Linked DNA regions of Mus musculus: region 2 is linked to region 1. Evidence: chromatin contacts called from public promoter capture Hi-C data. All regions are on one chromosome and are shown on one strand. The core of a region is the stretch at or near the end of the contact, and the rest is flanking DNA. Distances in the headings are between cores, read along the strand shown.

Evidence for each region. Promoter capture Hi-C pulls out the DNA fragments that hold promoters and counts their contacts.
Region 2: a contact with region 1 is called in a promoter capture Hi-C map of embryonic stem cells, with 2.0 times the contacts expected there. The contact joins the enhancer-like site here to the promoter of Gtf2a1l in region 1. A contact is called at or near these places in 1 of 39 promoter capture datasets (embryonic stem cells), 9 of 484 Hi-C or Micro-C datasets (cranial neural crest, embryonic stem cells, natural killer cells and 3 more), 1 of 115 datasets of contacts at active chromatin or transcription factors (extraembryonic endoderm stem cells) and 2 of 9 other capture datasets (adipose tissue and pancreatic islet).

What each region holds. Positions count from the first base shown.
Region 1 is chr17:88,667,247-88,670,746 of GRCm38.p6, reverse strand. Gtf2a1l (general transcription factor IIA, 1-like) reads right to left here and starts at 2,087. Exons shown (of 9, transcript NM_023630.2): 1 at 2,016-2,087. The coding sequence starts at 2,036.
Region 2 is chr17:88,705,156-88,708,177 of GRCm38.p6, reverse strand. All of the region lies in intron 6 of Gtf2a1l (general transcription factor IIA, 1-like), which reads right to left. Among named protein-coding and RNA genes, the nearest start is that of Gtf2a1l, 38 kb to the right of the region's middle. Within about 2 kb of position 1,612, at least 20 of the 459 cell types and tissues checked have an H3K27ac peak or open chromatin away from gene starts, as enhancers often do. A contact at or near this core is called in embryonic stem cells, where this site is marked.

The DNA of each region.
Region 1 (3,500 bases), core at 838-3,337:
AAAGTAGACTTGGAGAGAGGGCAGTTGAGAGCACAGGCGAGCAAAAGCACACCACATCCCTGTCAGTCATTAATAAGTTCATGAACAAACCCAAGATGTTCAAACCAAGCCACAGAACAAAATTAGCCAGAACCTACCCAGAGCCACCTGTCACCTGTTCCTCTGCATAAGCAGCAGAAACATATGAAATATACTCAGCCTTTCTGGTGTGTGTGTGTGTGTGTGTGTGTGTGTGTGTGTGTGTGTGTGTGTGTGTATGTGTGTGTATGTGTGTGTGTATGTGTGTGTGTGTATGTATGTGTGTGTCTGTATGTGTGTATGTATGTGTGTGTGTGTGTGTGTGTGTGTGTGTGTGTGTGTGTGAGCTGGGGGGGGGCTTGGGGGAAGAGGGAGAGAGACAGAGACACAGACAGATTCAGACAAAGACCACAGATATCATTCAGTAACACAGGACTCCAGTTGCTTTCACAATTGCTTAATTCAGACCAAATGAAAACTGAGGCTTTCTCGGGCTGCTCTTTTCATGCTTCCCACAAAAAATACTCTCACTCCAGGAGCAGCACAATTTAAACTAATCCTTCTAAAGACCCAGGGTAAGTCTATGAATAGGCCAATCAGTAACATTTAAATGTTGTTCACAGGCTTACCCATTAAGACTAAGTGCCCCCAGATGAGCTGCTGCTTCTCCGTCTACCCTGAGAAAGGCTTCTAAACTGAGGCTTCTGTTTTAATCCCAGCTATAAGATCACACTTAAGAGCTGCAGGGAAAACCCCTAGGGATAAAAACATCTTTTAAGACCTGCCCTTGGAGTCTAACAGCAGCAGTCCAAAAGAAGCCAATAAAATACAATTTTTCAAAAGCGTAGTAAGTATTGAACATGTCTCTCTTGTAGGACCGCCGTTAAACTTTATATTGCTTTCTCTATGTTATCTTTATTAAAACTATATATAGTCTGGACCTCCACCTTACCGGTATCTCCAAAAAAAAAAAAAAGAAGAAGAAGAAAATCTCATTGGCAATAACAATCAGGCAAACTGGTATTCGTGGAAAGCTTATATCCAGGCATCCATACTTTACAGTTCTTAAAACATAAAATGAACATACATGAGCATGTCTCTAAAAACGGAACCTTTTATGCTGTATACACAGACTTTTACAGACACAAACCTATCTTGGCTGCCCATTGTCCTTCTGGAAATGGGCATCTGTTGATAGTGGTTTTTGCCTTCAACTTGGGATTTTTAATTTGATGGATCTAACAAGTGCCGTTTTGCCTGTGAATTCTCACTGTGGGGTTTAGCTGTCCTTAGGGCAGCGTTAGAGCATTTCCTATTTAAGCATTAAGATGTTAAAGGGCAAGGAAAGGCAAGATCATGAGGCGACAATCCAAATCACATCACCTCTCATTCCGGGTTAGGAAGTAATCGCGGTGGTGGCGCGCACGTCTTTAATCCCAGCACTTGGGAGGCAGAGGCAGGCGAATTTCTGAGTTCGAGGCCAGCCTGGTCTACAAAGTGAGTTCCAGGACAGCCAGGGCTACACAGAGAAACCCTGTCTCGAACAGCATGAGCCACCTATGTTCCAATAACTAGGATTAGAGCTGGAGGCTGCTCTTTAAAGACTGAGGATCCGGAGTCTGAAGCCAGCCTAGGGTTCCTTTACATGACCTTGTCAAAAAAAAAAAAAAAAAAAAAAAAAAGAGGAGGGAGCAGGGAAAAGGGGGAGGGAGGGAGGGAGGAGAGAGAGAGAGAGAGAGAGAGAGAGAGAGAGAGAGAGAGAGAGAACCTAGGAATTTCTTAAACACAGAGGAAATCATCCTGATTGAGGGAACCCTGCCTCTACACGATGTCTAGGTGCCCTGAAACCTGGGTGACCTCAGTTGGAGTGGAACGCACACTTTTTCAAATGGAATCAGAGCCCCACGTGGCTGTCTTCTATTTCCTGTACCCCATGGTGAAAAGGGGGTGCCTATCAAAGTCTGGAGGGTGTCGGCAAAGCCTGCCCGCCTCCTTACCACCAGGTTGATGAAGGCCATGCCAGCCGCTCTGTGCCTAACCGTTTGCGCCTGCGTGGCAGAGAGCCGCCAGGCTCGCTTTTGAACCGTGGGTCCTCGTTGCTGCGCAACCGCGAGGCCGCTGGGGGCGGAGCTGAGTAGGACCGGGCAAGAAAGGTTAGGGGTTGGAGAAATAAAGTTTGGGCGTGGCACGGGTGTGGTAAGGCGTACAACCAACTTTAGCTAAGGGAGGTTGTGCAGTGTCAGGTCGATGGGGCAACCTCATCTTTGAAGGATGAAGGGAAGAAGAAAGAGGGCAGAAGATGTTATTCCTGTTTTTACCATGCCTCACTAAATATCACTCACAACTGCGCTCTATGCTGCCGTATAAAAAGTGTGACAAGAGCCAAATTCTTCTGTAACTAGTGGTTGAAGTGTGAGCAAAAGCAAAAGCAACTTCACCTGGAAAAGTGTTAAAAATACAGATGAAAGCCACAAAGACGCTCGCTGCCAAGTCTGACCCGTGTGCTAGAAGAGAGTGGGGGCTCTAGAAGCTGTCCTCTGTTCTCCGTAGGAACAGCTGTGCGAGTGGGCACACAGACAATCCATGCATCAATGCGTGTAAAAGAGATTAATACAAACAAGTAAGGGTTCATAAACGTAAACATCTCTACCAAATCAGGGACTGACAACTGGGGGCACAGCATACGGCGACTTCAAATGGTCTCCAGATAGTTCTGATGGGCATTAAAATGAGATTCACTGCCCTAAAACACATTCAAGAGTGGGGCCACATTAAATTTACCTGAAGGGTTCTTTCCTTTTAAAGGTTTGGTGCCTAAGTCTCTCCCCAGAGCATATGATTAAAACTGCAGCCTGAAGACAGAGAACTACCTTTTAAACCAAGTGGGCTCCCCAGTCCTCAGGCAGAAGTTGCCATCTTTGCCCTATAATCAATCTCTCTCTCTCTCTCTCCTCTCTCTCTCTCTCTCTCTCTCTCTCTCTCTCTCTCTCTCTCTCTCTCTCTCTCTCTCTCTCTCTGTCGGTCTCTCTCTCTCCCTCCCTTCCTCTTCCTGTCTCTGCTCTCTTGGGCTTGAAGGAACTTAACTAGCTAAAGCTGAAGATAGATTTAAGCTCACACGTCCCCACTAGTTCAAAGGGGAAAGTCATCTACTTCCACCACTCTGCCTTCAAGCAGCCTTTCTAATCTGAAGATAGATCTCGACCTAACAGATGGTTATGTGATGATTTAAAATCCCATTAGGGTTTAGAGTTGACTGCTTGCTTATTTGTGTGTGTAAGTGCAATAGAGCTGTGTGTGATTGCCCACTTTGAATTGCTTGCCTGGACCAGGTGTAAGCTTCTAGCTGCTGATTCATTTGGTGTCATTTTGAAGACTTTTCCTAAATTAAAAACTACTGGGAATTTCTTTACAAAAAGCCATTATGTGTGGTGATTTTTAATGGTTATATCTCTCTACGTGACAACTTACTACCTCAAATATTC
Region 2 (3,022 bases), core at 363-2,862, 38 kb before region 1:
CACAATACAGAAAACCTTGACCAACACATGTAATCTATATGGCCTAATTAGCATATTTATCCAAAACCTGCCAAATAGTTTTTTATCAAGGCCACATAAGGGATAGAGAAAAAGCCCAGCACTGATTCCCAGCACCTGTGTCAGGTGGCTCCCAGCTGCCTGTGTCAGGTGGCTCCCACCTGCCTGTGTCAGGTGGCTCCCAGCTGCCTGTGACTCTGCCCCAGGGGATCCCACACCCCTGGGCTATCTATGGCACCTGCACATGCACACACAGACATGTGGTTATAAATAATAAAAACAAAGCCTCTTTTCAGAAACTTCACATGAAATTTACATAAAGATAATCTATATTCTGGCTTAAAATAATCCTTTCAAATACAGAACATAAAAATGTGTGTTCTCTGATAATAAAAAGCTAAAATTAGACATTATAAATGAAAAATGGAAAAGAATTTTAGATACTTAAAAATTAAAATAATTATGAGTCTCCATGAGTAAAAGAATTGCAAAAAATAATAGAACAACTTGTAATGAATGCAAATGAAAATAAGTCAAAACTTACATACCGAAAACAGTGCCTGTTAGCATTCCTTCTAGGCTCTGCCTCACAGTTACCTGGCAACAGCCAGGTATGCCTGACTCACTATCAAGGGGATTGCTTACCCCCTCCTCACGCTCTTACCCCTCTCAACTGCCCCTCCCTATGCCTGTTGTATGGCTGGTGCCTCAGGGGGGAAGGGATGCCTCCACTTGGGCTGGCAGAGGCATCCCCTTCCACCTCACCATACCTTGCTCTACCAAACACATCCTGGTTCTTTCTTTCTTTTTTATAAGAATACAACGTTGCTGTAGAGACTCAGATCGCCTGCACCCACATGGATTTTGCGGCCATCAAATCAATTGGTAAGCTCCCGCCACTTAACTTGTCCGTGCCAACGTCCCCTGGTCCTTAAGGAGGGTTATTGAGCTCCAAGCCACCCTGTGGTGCCCTCGAAAACAGACATTTAGTCTTTAGGACAAGTCTTCTCACTGAACCGTCATTCTAGGACCTCTACCCCTGGGTGACCCCTTCCCTCTCGTTCTCTGGGAAGCGGTTCTCTCACACTGCTGAAAAAGTCCTAGGCTAGGGCCTAGGTAAACCATTCTCCTGCCTTTGCTCAGGGCACTGGCCCAGGGCTTAACCCCAGTTCACAGCTGACAACCTGGTGATCTGGTCTTGCTGCCTGCTGCCTTTGCTTTTGCTACCACATTTGTCCTCCAGGCCTAGGAACAGACAAATTGCTACCTCCTACTCTCATGCAAATGAAAAGGTCTTCGCTGCCTCTTCCCTACTACTGCCTCGTGCCTCCCTCTCTAATTCACAGGCTAAACTTGGTCCCTATACTCACCAAACAATAACTCTAAATAGCTGCTTATATGCGCTTTTATAACCAATACAGCCCTACCCCTTCATTCTCTAGCCACTTGCTCTCACTCCCAGTTCCAAGCCCTAATTCTCCACTGGGTGTTCCGGCCTGCCCTCTGTGCTCCAAGTGGCTGCTGCCTGCCTATCCTCAGCTCTCCACATTCTCCCTCACTCTCTTGCTCCCTGCTTGGTTCTCTGCTCTGCCAAGCCATTCAACTGCACCACCCAGCACTCCAGCACTCCAGCACTGCGGATGCTCTCCCCAACTGAGCAGAGTTGCTAGGAGACAGAGAATACTGCTTCGGGCGTTGCTCTTTGTCCCCACCACCACCACCTTGCTGATACTCTGCCAAGCTGAGCTGCGCACCCCTCATCTGGATGTTTGTCTTTGCTATGCTTCTGTTGTTCCAGTCTAAGGTATAACACGTGACTTTCCTATAGGCAGAGCTGCAGGTTCAGCACCATCTTAGCTAAGGGTGGTCACGTGGCTGGCTCCTGCTTTTGTGCCATCTTAACTAAGGACCACCCGCCCACCGTCTTTGTTATGGTTAGTCCCTAGGTAGATGCCTTTAGGAGTACAGCCTGTCAAAGCCACTTAACAATTAAGAAAGGTTTGGTCTACAAAGTGAGTTCCAGGACAGCCAAGGCTATACAGAGAAACCCTGTCTCGAAAAAACAAACAACAACAAAAAAAAAAACAAACAAAAAACAAAAAAAGAAAGGTTTTTGTTCTATCCTGCCTTGGTAAATAATGGTTTCTAAACAGTAAAAGTTAAAGGTTGCTGCCTTAAATATACATTTAGTCTTGGTTTTGCTACTGCCATTAAGTTACAATGGGCTTTCTTTATTTGCTAGGTAGGTCTAAAACAAATAATTAAACACAGTTTGTCTAACTCACATATGCATAATAGACTAGCTCTCAATCTTGTCAAGAATCTGCTAAATGTAATGTTAAATGATTATGCTTATGACAGATATAGACTCCCAAAGCCTAACAGTGCCCCCCCACCACCACCACACACACACACAAAGGTCTCCAAGAAAATATGGGCACAGCGACAAGATTCTACCTGGATTGTGGTATGATAGTCACTGGGAAACACTGCTCCATTGTCTTGGTGCTGCCAGAGCTTGGCCTACACTGTGGACAAATAGAGGACACCCGGAGAGCTAAATGTTCCATATTGGCTAAGTTAAGGTGGGTCATTTCTCATTTCTCTAAAGTCCCTACTCCACAGGAAAAAAAAAACTCATTTTCTGGGCTGAGGGTCAGACTGACTCTGCCCAAGTTGTGATGGGGACCACAGGGGTCTGGGAACTGTTTAGGTAGTAGACTTCAGACCAACCTTGACATTTAATTAATACATGACGTCTAGATTAGATTTCTGACTACATTGACAGATAAACTAAACAAAGCTTGACAGCTAGAAGAGAGACCTAGCTCCTTACCCCAAGGTAATCCACCACCTTATTAGTTCATCAGTCAATCTGTTAACTGGCTAATACTGCCAGATTTCTTATCAAAGACAGACAGGTTTGTCTTGCTCACAGACTTCACAACAAAGGAATGCATTCAAGTTCAGATGTAAACTTGTACAGATGTAGCCTTCTGTTACT